Linked DNA regions of Xenopus tropicalis: region 2 is linked to region 1. A link is a contact called in public Hi-C data. All regions are on one chromosome and are shown on one strand. The core of a region is the stretch at or near the end of the contact, and the rest is flanking DNA. Distances in the headings are between cores, read along the strand shown.

The links. A called contact is a pair of places that touch in the nucleus more often than the background predicts.
Region 2: a contact with region 1 is called in a Hi-C map of gastrula embryo, with 1.7 times the contacts expected there. The contact joins the promoter of extl2 here to the promoter of sass6.2 in region 1. A contact is called at or near these places in 3 of 5 Hi-C or Micro-C datasets (brain, gastrula embryo and neurula embryo).

What each region holds. Positions count from the first base shown.
Region 1 is chr4:108,755,465-108,761,404 of UCB_Xtro_10.0, forward strand. sass6.2 (SAS-6 centriolar assembly protein) reads right to left here and starts at 3,284. Exons shown (of 18, transcript NM_001127031.1): 1 at 3,211-3,284; 2 at 1,320-1,380. The coding sequence starts at 3,281. It overlaps trmt13 (tRNA methyltransferase 13 homolog (S. cerevisiae)), which reads left to right and starts at 3,920. Exons shown (of 11, transcript NM_001195675.1): 1 at 3,920-4,223; 2 at 5,875-5,921. The coding sequence starts at 4,041.
Region 2 is chr4:108,938,862-108,944,801 of UCB_Xtro_10.0, forward strand. extl2 (exostosin-like glycosyltransferase 2) reads right to left here and starts at 2,322. Exons shown (of 5, transcript NM_001007951.1): 1 at 2,286-2,322. It overlaps slc30a7 (solute carrier family 30 (zinc transporter), member 7), which reads left to right and starts at 5,159. Exons shown (of 11, transcript NM_203925.1): 1 at 5,159-5,351. The coding sequence starts at 5,272.

The DNA of each region.
Region 1 (5,940 bases), core at 2,034-4,533:
GTAAGACAAATAGCCTCAATGGAGAAATCAATGGCACCAATTCCCCTCCAGCCTATACAAAGTGCTTTTAATGATGATTTACAACCTCCTTCTGCATTACTGTAATTTCCAGCTTGACAAAACTGTGATTTTTAGATGCTTTCAGTATTAACAGCTGAGTATGGACTACGCTTACTGACCAAAAATGTGCTATTCAAGAGAACATTGATTTCTGTAATATGAAAACATTACGGTGATATAAATAATATATGAATTGAGAAAATATATATTTACCAGAATAGCATACCCATTAACAGAAACTATCTATACAATAATGTTGTAGTGATATGATACTTAGAAATTGGGAATGCATTTTAAAACTTTAATCACAAAAGTTACAGTTGAACTACTGGCTAGTTCTTGGGTGCTATACCTGAAAACTCTGCTGCGTTATGAACCAAATATGAAAAAAACAAATTAATTCCAACCAGAACTAACAACAAATTGTGATGTGCAAGTTTAAAACAAAAAAACCAGTGTGAAATGCCAGCAAACAGTTATCCCACTTCATAATGAGAACAGACATGTTATTAGGGCACATTACCATAATTAGCAAATGACAGAATTACTCACTCTATTAATTAAAGGACAAGGAAACATAAAAACACTGGGGTGTGTGTGCCCCACCCCCGTGAATACTGTGTTGTAGAGTAAAATTTGCAATTTTAAAGTTAAAGTCTTTACTGTGCATGTGTGTGCCCAGAACACCCAAATAGGATCACTAGGGCAATAGTGTGCCTCGAGAGCAGCACCCTGGCTTGTCAAGTTTGTTAAGTTAGCAATGATATTCAATCAGGGTGCCTAACACACGGGCACCCACTCCCAGTAAATTTACATTCTCTTGTCCTTTAATAAATGACTTTCCCTCCTATCTAAGGATATAGAGGAATGTGCTAGGTCTGCATAGACTATAGGTTCTAAGATACACACACAAAAGGGTTCAACACAATTGCAGTTACACAGCACTTGTGTTGCATTTGAGGCAAAGTTGCACTTTTGCCATTAGGTGTAAGATGCAAAACACAACACTATGGGTGAAAAAGAGCCCTGAACTTAATAATGGCTTCATTGCTTGTTGAAGCCCATTGATGCTTTACACTTTGCACATCTGAATGAAGTACAAACTAGGATTCGTACAAAGGCCATATGCTTACATGCCACCCCCAGCCAGCCAGTTATGAATACAACTCTGCCAATGAGCAGGTCTTTGCAACTATGTTTTGCACTTTGCACCCTGCCTTACATACAGTAAATGGGGCCTAAAATGAGTAAGATTGTACCTTTTTATGTACAGGGCTTGTAGCAGTATGCATCTCAATGCTGATCCGAACATAAAGCCTCCTGTAAAACAGATAATCAAACATTACACTGATTAGAAACCTAGTTAGTGAAGTATTTAAATGAAATTCTGTCAGCATGAGAATACTTTTCTATAAATGTTTTTCAGAGATAAAGGATTGATTTTTTTAGGAGCTATATGAATTTTATACAAGTGTACAACTGTCTAGCTAGGGACAACTGGCAGATATGGCCTTCCAAGGCATTTTTTTTTTAATGACTGCAAACCTGCAGTCTAGTTTGAACATCATTTGCTTAGGACCAAGGTACCTAATGGGGACATATAGCATTAGTGAACCCGCACCCTAATCTTGTAGGTCCTGATCAATAATATACAGTGCTGTTTTCAAAGGCTTCAGTTCCCTATCAGGTCTACCTAGCTGCTGATTAGTTCCTATCCTACAGTGCAGTGTGCTGAGGGCCAGCAGCTTCCCTGCACAGCCAGCAAAAAGTGGAATTTGTAAGCCCATTCCTTCTACATTTAAAGAAGTATAATGCACATTCCTGTTTTTTACACAATATGTCCCCTTTAACATACTACATGAAGAACGCTAGATAATCTAATGATTTAAATCCAACAAAACAACTACTGCACATACTTGAATTTCAAAAAAGGGGCTTGTATTGCCACAAATCTATAGAGAGGCTACACCATGGGTTATATAAGAGGAACTCACCAATGGAGGAAAATAAATTCTATTTTGTGCTTGTAAAGAGTGTTCATTAGTTTGCTTAGACATATAGCCATCTTTAGCATCACATTTTTTTTACAATAAAAGACATTTGGCTTTCAGTACAAATAAATGGTGCCGTTTTACAGCTTCCTCTGTTCCAGTGGCCTATAAGTTAGCCAGCTACCTACTGCATACAGTGCTTGGCAGGATGCATGCAGAGATATGGGAGTTAACATTGCCAGCTATATCTGTGGAGGCTCCAATTGAGGGGCTTTGGAGTAAAGCAGTGTCGGACTGGGACCCCAGGGGCCCACCAGAAAACCTTCGACCATAGGCCCCACTCTCCAAACTATTTTTCCTCCTTTCCTCGCCCAACCTCTTTATTCTTCAAGTCCCTTTTATTTACATGCTAGCATCTATTCTTCCATCTATTTCTACTCTTTGTTCCCATTCAGAAATAAGGAATGACCATGAAACAGGCCAAATGGTCAGGAGCAGGAGGGCACACTTACACCTGGGCCCACCGGGAGTTTTCCTGGTATCCTGGTGGGCCAGTCCGACACTGGAGTAAAGTATCAAAGGGCTGGCACTGCTCATTTGTACATGCAGCACTAGCAATAGTCAGAAAAGCACATACCGAATTTAGCTTTTCTGCAAAGTGTACAGTCTGTTACTGGCAATGCACATAAAGAGCTCAGGCCTTTCCTGGCAAAAGAAAATACTGCAGAACCACTGCCTGTTCCAAGGTGAGCATTAAAGGCAAACCCTGCAGAACCGTTATAGAATGTGGCAATCAAGCCACAAATATAAGTTTTTAATGTCACCCACAGCCGATCATGCAGCAGCAAGCTTTCAGGGCTTTTTATTCTGGCATTAGGGTTTTTATATAACTGGTTGCAGATTCCAGGCTGAGTAATATACACATCCAATGACAGTCAGAGTTTAAAAGCTCAAGAAGACTTGTAGTGAAATAAACTGCTTGAGGGGGAACCAGGATAAACTGACTGGAGATTTATTTGACTGGTTTCCTTCTTGGTGTAAGTGAGTAGAGTGGAAACCATGCTGTTATACGCTGCACACTGGTACCTCCAGAAACAAACTGGTACTATAAATTCTGCTATATAATACAATGAAAAAAAGTGAATCCTCAGATATTTACCTCTCATCACATTCTCTGTTCCTCAGCAGGATTTTCACTTGCTGGCTCAGCAATTCCTGTATCTGGGACATTTTCCCAGTATATTGTCCCCACTCTGCCCCACTCGCCTTGGCACAGTATCCCTAAAGGTGCTGCTTCGTTTTTGTTCTTACTATTAGAAACCCTAAACTCGTCTCTCTAAATACGTGGCCTTTCCCTTGTTTTCATGTTAATGGAGCGCACCCTGAATATCTGCTATTGTCTGGGCATTCTCACGGCCACTCTCTGGCACCCATGTTACAGCTCACTCAGCGCACAACTCCATCTCCCCCACACCTGTAATCACACGTATACTCTCTACCCGAGGCTTCTCAATAAACCCAGTGGCCGCTCTGCCCACCTTATTCCTTCTGCTTTGGCTTGCACCCCTGCCTTGACCTTAGCACTGACAGCTATCCCGTCAGTAACGCTGTAAGCCACATACACAGCAGCTCTCTTTCGGTAGCATGCACCTCCTGACCAGCTCCTCCAATAAGCTTCCCCTGAGTTATTTCCAATCCATCCGTTTTCTCGTATCGCCTCCTATTTTCTCTCTCGCCTTGTTACGTTCCGCCAATGTTTATCGCGGCACAATTTCCAAATCAACCGCTCTACGTCCTGACGTCATAACGTAGCGGAAGCTGTACGTAGGGGCTGCGAATCGGCAGCCATTTTTACTAATGGCATAGTGGTTAGACTAATACGTGGAATATTAGGTGGGAGAGGAAGGCAGAGGGATTTATAGAATCAATGTCAGGGGAATAGGGTGGGCGATACTTTAGTGAGAAGTAGTTGTTGTTCATTACTTCGAAATGGACCCTCGGGAGCCGCAGGTACCTGCTGGTTCCGAGCCGGACTCTTCCTTAGTTAAATGCTTTACAAAGGGACCCCTTCCCGGGCGGTGCAGTCACTTTGTACAGAGGAAAAAAAGATTCTGCAAAATGATCGTCTCTGAGGGAAAGAAGTTCTGCGGGGAGCATGCTCAGAGCGGGGAGGTACTACTGGATATTGGGGGCTGCATGGGGAGTTTATAGGTGAATGGACGTGGGATTGAAATCGTGATGGGGAGTAGGGATACAGAATGAAGGAACACAGAGGACACATGGGCAGAGGATAGGGGACTTTAAACCGAGTGGGACATTATCTCCAGCACAGAGTGAAAACACACATATACAAAGGCTGATATGGCAGCTCCCCCCTCACCCTTTCTTTAGGGTGGTCACTAAAGGGGTACATACACCTTCAGATATTCGGATATCGGTTGTACATTTAAATGCAACAATCTGAAATTAATGTTCAGACTAAAATTGTAGAGTGAAATCATAAAAACAACAAATCAGAGGATGTTCTGAACGTGAAATAGTTGGCAGACACCAATCGTACGAAAGTGACTTCCATTGTAGGTCCCCCAAGGATATCGTCAGATACACAATACGTGCACAGAGTTTAACTTTATCCAACTGAAATTTTCTAACCTGGCCGATCGACTAAATGACTGATCGTCATGGTAAGAAAATTATCAGGACAATAACTTGGAGGCCATACGCGATCCAAAAATTGATTTTATTGGTATGTTTATGGCCAGCTTTAATCCTGATTAATGTTTACTCAGTAATACCACACATGGCATTTCCTCCACCTGCTTATATCCACTTGCAGAGAAATTCTGATATTGCCCATGCAGACTGCCTAAGGGTGATGGCACACATGTAAACCGAGGGCAATAAAGCTCTTGAAAATACCTTTTTGTATTTTAAAATATAAATACCTTCCCTTTATCTTCTTCATTAATGGCAACTGCTTGTCACTGCGTGAAATCTGCCTTGAATTTTGGTTTTTGGTAGTTGCCAGTAATATCAACAGCAGCCTGTGGTGACAGAAATTCTCCTGTAGTAAAGAAAAATCCAGTGTAAAAATACCCAGAGCAGATCATTGTTCCACTGATTACATGGGATTAGTTGATGTCTTTTTAAGGATACAGCATCTCTGCATAGATGACTAGACAAAGGGACAAAGCATTTGTAAAGGCACAGATTAACTGTACAGCAAATGTGAGTTAGTAGTATTGTTTTCAGCCAAAAATATACCATTCAGTCTCGACAATTTATAGTCTCACAAGCTGACACCCATCTGTAAGGCAATATCCAACTACAGGCAGTTGGAGAGTGACAGAACTAATACCTGGAAGACAAATGTGATTTTGACTGACACATGCAATCTCAGAAAATGACCTGCTCATTTCACACTAAGAGCTATGGGTATCAAGGTTACCCTTCCCGTAAAACACATTAATTTATGTGTTTAACTGTACAGTGTGTGCAGTGAAATGAAGGGCTGAGGGAAACCCAGATGTGCCTTTAGAGAGGATTATAACTGAACATAATACAAAAATGTAATGAATTTCCTGTATAATATATCCTTATAATCGGTGCTTAGGAATGTAATTTGTATCCCTTGAGTTTTTAAACCTCCTGTATTACAAAACAATGTACCCCCTGCTTAAAATATATTAGAATAATAATAGAAGTCATATCTGAACTGTGTGACCTGTATAAACCCTTGGCCTGCAGCTTTGTGACTTTCCGTGATCATGGATATATTCTCTGTATATTTGTGTTGAGTGACTTAATGTGATATTTCCTGCAGGAGCATGACAGCAGGAGACGAATTCCATGCCCTTTGGACCCCAAGCAGTAAGTTTACTTTGTTTTA
Region 2 (5,940 bases), core at 1,072-3,571, 180 kb after region 1:
GAAAATTCTCCTAAGTTTTTCTGATGTTCCAGCAACATATGGAATGACTATGTTGTTTCGCCTGCTGTTGTTTGCAACATTAAAGAGCACAGCTTTGTACAGTTTTGTACAGTTTTCTCTTTTTCCCCCATTATCTCCCATTAGAATCTTGTTGTCTATGCTGTGCAATGTAAAATTCGAAAATTACATTACATTACAAAATTATAAAAAAGTACAGGCTTGGGATCTGTTATCCGGAAACCCGCTATCCAAAAAGATTCAAATTACAGAAAGTTGGTCTCTCACAGACTCCATTTTAATCAAATATTCAGATTTTTAAAACTGATTTCCTTTTTCTCTGTATTAATAAAACAGAGCATTGTATTTGACCCCAACTAAGATACAATTAATCCTTATTGGATGCAAAATAATCCTATTGGGTTTAATTAATGTTTTATTGCTTTTTTTAGTAGACTTAAAGGAGAAGGAAAGGCTAATAAAGAGTTAATCTCAAGCTGCAGGCATACCTTCAGTTCTCTCAATAGTGCCCTTAAGTCTCCCCATATTTAACCTGTTCAGATGATCAGAAGCCACACAGGAAGAAAAAACGCTGAGCTGTGTAAAGAAAGCTCCAATAATGCCTCGCTCCTGCACCGAGACCGAGACTTGGGGGTATATTTATCATGCTGTGTAAAAAGTGGAGTGAACCATTACCGGTGATGTTGCCCAGGGCAACCAATCAGCAATTAGATTTCAACAGTTTGAAAACCAAAGCAAAGCATCTGATTGGCTGCTATGAGCAACACCACCAGTAATGTTTTACTCCACTTTTTACACAGCATGATAAATATATCCCCAAGTGTACATACTCAGTTTGTAAGACTATGATTCAGCTTCCTGCTGATTGGCTCAGATCCACACAGAGGGGGGGGGGGGGGGGTGTGTGTGTGTGAGTTCTTAGCATCCTTGAGGGAGGGGGGAGCAAGAGAGGGGAGAGAGCCGAGAGCTGCGTGTCCACTTGCACAGGAATTACAGACACAAGGAATTTTTTGACAGAGAACTCAGTGCAGCCTTTCTGTGAGTGCTTATGGCTGTATTTACATAGACCTTTCTGATAAAGCTTACCGTACTTAGTTTTTACCTTTCTTTCTCCTTTAAGATATGAAGATCCAAATTACGGAAAGACCCCTTATCCAGAATTCCCTTGGTCCCGAGCGTTCAGGACAACAGGTCCTGTACCTGTACCAAATAATGATTTAGTGATTTACATCTTGCAAAGCTGCTCTTTTCAAATAAACATTTTTAAGTGAGGTTGGAGAGTATGACATCTTCAGAAGCATAAAGAAATACAGTACCTATAACAGCTTGTATATGCAGACATTCTCACAGCCCTCTTTAGAGCTGGCAGAATTTAAGAGGTAACTGCTATCCCCCTTTCATGCTATAACTGCTGCACTTCAGTATCACTCCAGAGCTCTGGATACTAATGAATCCTAAATGGAGGGGCGGCCATAATTGTGCCATTCATTGTATGCTGTACTGACAGAGTAGGAAAAGCACAGTTCAAACATTTACAATATTTTACATCAGTACACTAGTGGGGTTCAATTATAAACACTGGGCACATTCACAACTGGACAGTAAACCAATGGTTAGATTTTTCCAGCCAGCTGCAGGTGGAACACTGAAAGTAATCTTTTGATTGGTTGCCATAAGTTACTACCCAGATGCAAATTTGCCCAGTGTTATAAATGACCCCCAGTGTATCAGCCAGGGAGTTCTGCGTGCCCTGTTTATGCCCCATCCCAGCTATAGTCACCTACTGTTACATACAGCTTTGGGCAGTGCAGCACACAATTATACTCATATGTACAAAACCATATTACTATAAATGATCACATTCACAAGTGTCTGACAATGCTTAAGAGGACTTTAACCTGCTTAACTGAAAATGAATAATACCTGCAGTAAGCTAGTGCAGACAAAGACAACTTTAAAAGTGTTGCAGCTGTTGTAGCAGTACAACTCCCAGTATCCCTCCTCAGCAGAGCTGAAAGTGTCAGTTCTGCAACAGCAGGAACCCTGGGTTTTGCCTAAAAAAGAATTCCAATGCCTTAATGAAAATTACCTTTTTAAAGACATAACACTGACAACTGCTTTAAAAGGAACAAAAAGCTTCTCCTTCAGTTAGTGGTATGTACTAACCAGCAAGATGTGCCCTGGGCTCACATACCGCATTTACTTTTCAGTACGCTGACATGTTACGAGCTTGTTGTTGCCTCTGTAGCTTGCACAAACTTCCTTACCCTGCAGGCTGCAGCTGCCCTGCCGACCACACAGTAGGAGGAGTCAGATGGAAAGCAAGTGAAACATCCCAGGAAGTTGGAAACATTAAAAAAGGGGCTGTAGCTTTCAGAGAAGCCGGAGAGCTGCTTATTCCCCCATTATATTTCCTGCCTCCCAGAATGCACCAGCTCCAGCAGTAAATTACTTTCCCCCAGGCAAACACACTGCACTACAAATCACAGGAACAATACAGATAACACTTTCAAATTAGATAAAAGCTGTTAAAAATCTAATGCAAGGATGGGCTAGAACTAGAATCTCTGCTGCTGTTAAAAATGTCCCTGCTGGAAATGCTGGCAAGTTCCAGTCTTCTACAAACCACTGGGAAAATCTGGTAAAACCCACCAACTGATGTACAGTGCTGCATACATAAGTGCGCTATATAAACACAGAATATGCCAGCCCCCTTCCCCAAAAAGAGAAGATATTCTTTATTACAGTCAGTATAGGTGGGTACTCACAAACTCCTATGAGGGTTTTAAGCAAATTATAATCCCCTTTCAGTCTGAAAGTGCTGTAAATCCTTTTAGTTGTTCACAAGCATATATAAATGGGGGAGAAAATGTAAAAAAATACTTATTTTTATTAGCTAATAAAATTGTATTGCACCAAGTGTAGGCAGCAAGGGTTAATACACACTGAGCTAGTAGCAGCTACTTGTCACAGCTACAGAAATAGACAATGCTGGTAATTTACTGATAATATGTGTGTTTTAGCAGAGGCTATTCTCAGTATTGTCTATGGCAGGGTATTTTCTGGTGTTAAGTAGCCATGAGAAGTAGCTGCTACTAAGTAGCTCTGTGTGTCTTCACCCAAAGAATGTCACTTGTTTCACCAAGGTCTTGATCTGTGAGTCAGCCTTTCTCACCAATCAGTATTCATCAAAGAACCGTAATCAATAGATTTGTTTAATTTCCTAGTGCCAGGACAGATACACAACTGTAATGTATCTAAATCAGAGTTGGCCAGACTTTACTCTTGTATGGTCTACTTTTAGTGATCAGGGTTCCCTACCACAAGCATTACATTGCCATGAAAAATGGTACTTCACTGCATAGTATTGTATTTACAGTGCTCATACCATTTTATTTAGAGTAATGGCAACCTTACTCAGACCGAAAATTACCTTAATTTCTAGTTACCATATACTGTCTTAAAGGAGACATATTGCATAAATGGGAAAACCCTAATTTTGTAGGCAATTATGAATAATATACGGTGCTGGTTTCCCTTTGGGCTAAACATTAACCCTATCTGTAACAATGGCCCCTTTATTGGAGCTCCCTATAGATCCTATCACTACTCTGTCTGAGTTTGAAATGGAGAGTGGGCGTGTCCTAACGGTCCCTGCCAGAAGCACAGTAGGAGGGGGAGAGCCAATCACAGCCCTGCAGTCACACAAGCACAGACAGGCTTCAGTTCCCAATCAGGTCAGCCTAGCTGCTGATTGGTTCCTATCCTACAGTGCAGTGTACGGAGGGCCGCCAGCTCCCCAGCTCATCCAGAGAATTCAGCCAGCAGGAAATGGAACAGATGGGCGGGGGTAGTGGGGTTTGGGGGAATTTCTCAATAAATCAGTCAGAAACACAACATTTTTTAGCACAATCCTATATCTAGAGGAGTATAATTCCCTGGTACATTCATAATTTTTATAGGATATGTCTCCTTTAAGATGGGCATACACACATTAAGATCCGTGCATCTTTGCCAGAAGTGGCTACCTATAGGCCAACGATTGGATTGTATCAGTGTGGTCATTGCCTGATGGGATTTTCAAACCTGCCTAATTTTTGGACAGATATCTATCAGGTAAGAAGCTCCATTAAAATATATCAATGTATGGGCAACATTAGTCTGGGAAATGGAGGTTTCCCTATGGGCAGGGATGGATTTATTGCTTCCTTTGCCCTAACCCTTGCTCCTTCCCCAACCTGCCCCAGCCACAGACCCACACAACTGTAGCTCTATGGGTCACAGTCCTTACTGTGGGATCCCTTCTGTTTTCTAGACATTCTTCACTGACTTGTATCTGTCATACTTGCTTTACTGCTGCTGTCTATGTCAGTCTCTGTCTTTGCCTTGTTCTTATGCTCCCCTTCCAGTCTATTTCCATCTAGTAAAACCTGAGCAGAACACTAACCACTTCTGCCTTAAAACTGCCCAACAGTATACTCAGGGACAATATAATATATTGGTATATAATAAAGGAGCAATAGAAACCGCTATAACTTGAAGCATCCCCTAGAAATGGCATTTAACATAACTGCTTCTTAACTTAATTTTGTGATTAAAAGTTGCTAAATAGGCTTTAACCTGTCGCATCACTGTTTGTCTAGGGTAGCCCGCATACAACACGACTATTTCGATAAGTACAGACTATTTCTTTATTTCCTGCTACAATATATTTAAGTTCCCCTGCTCAAGGGTAGTCTTTTGACATATATGGGCACTGGGGCCATTTGTACTTTAAAAAAGACCTGAGTATATGAAAGTATAACACAATATCCAAGCCACCCTGTTCGCTGTGACAATCACATATACCAGCATTAAATCTACTATTATTTGCTACCAACAGACGTGCATCCTCTAAACTTAGCTACCGTGACATTTAGAAACGCCATCTTTTAACCTGGAAAGATTTCCTTCGCCAAATCAGCTAAGCCTCAGTCAGCGCTCAGATTCCAGTGTGGGCGTGTCAACGAAACGACTGACGGCAACACCTCTTATTGGTTGCCAGATGCCAGTGTGTCGCTTCGTCATTTCTTGGCCACGCCCTGTGTCCTATCCGGAAGTCGGAAGCGGCTCCCGGTACACAGCACGGGTTGGCACTTTGTATCGCGGAGCTTATCGGGGGAATTCTAACTACACGCGAAGTAAAAGGGTCTGCGTTTGACAGGTTCCGGGTAACTAAGGGGCTCTGGCGTTATCGGGATTGCGGTTTCCAAAATGCTGCCTCTCTCTATTAAAGATGATGAATATAAACCTCCCAAATTCAACTTGGTCCGGAAAGTGTCTGGTTGGATCAGGTGAGTGGGGGCTCAGGAAAATGAGTGAGATGAAATGACTTAAATTAGCAAGTAATGGTGGCTCCATGATACTTTTGTTAGGATATGGCTCTCGGTTATTTGCTTGGAGTCGGTATTTATTTATGTGCTGGCAGGGGAGCCGTACTGATATCGACTGGAAGTGTATTTAACCTCTATCTAAAGCAAACAGATTTCCACTATAGAACTGTGGGATGCAGGCTTTTTTTTGTTCAAGCCCCCCCTGTGAGGTGGGAGGTTTGGTCTGGCCCTCCCACCTTGGCCCCATGACAGGATTACATATATGTGAGAACATTGCTGGATCAGCCATTCATCCGAAGTTTCCATAGAACAGCAAATATGTGTTTCTCCTATCATTCTCACTCTTGTTGGCCTTCATGCTAAACTCACTGAAGCATTAATGAGAGCAAGTAGGCATTCTCTCCAAATCTCACCTTAACTGGCCCCAGTTTGGGTCCTGAGTCAATGTATCTTGCCCTGAATCATTGGGGGTGGGGCAGCCCCATGATTTGCCAGCCACAGCTCTATAATATATTTTGTATGGCATAATAATATGCTCACATGGATAGAA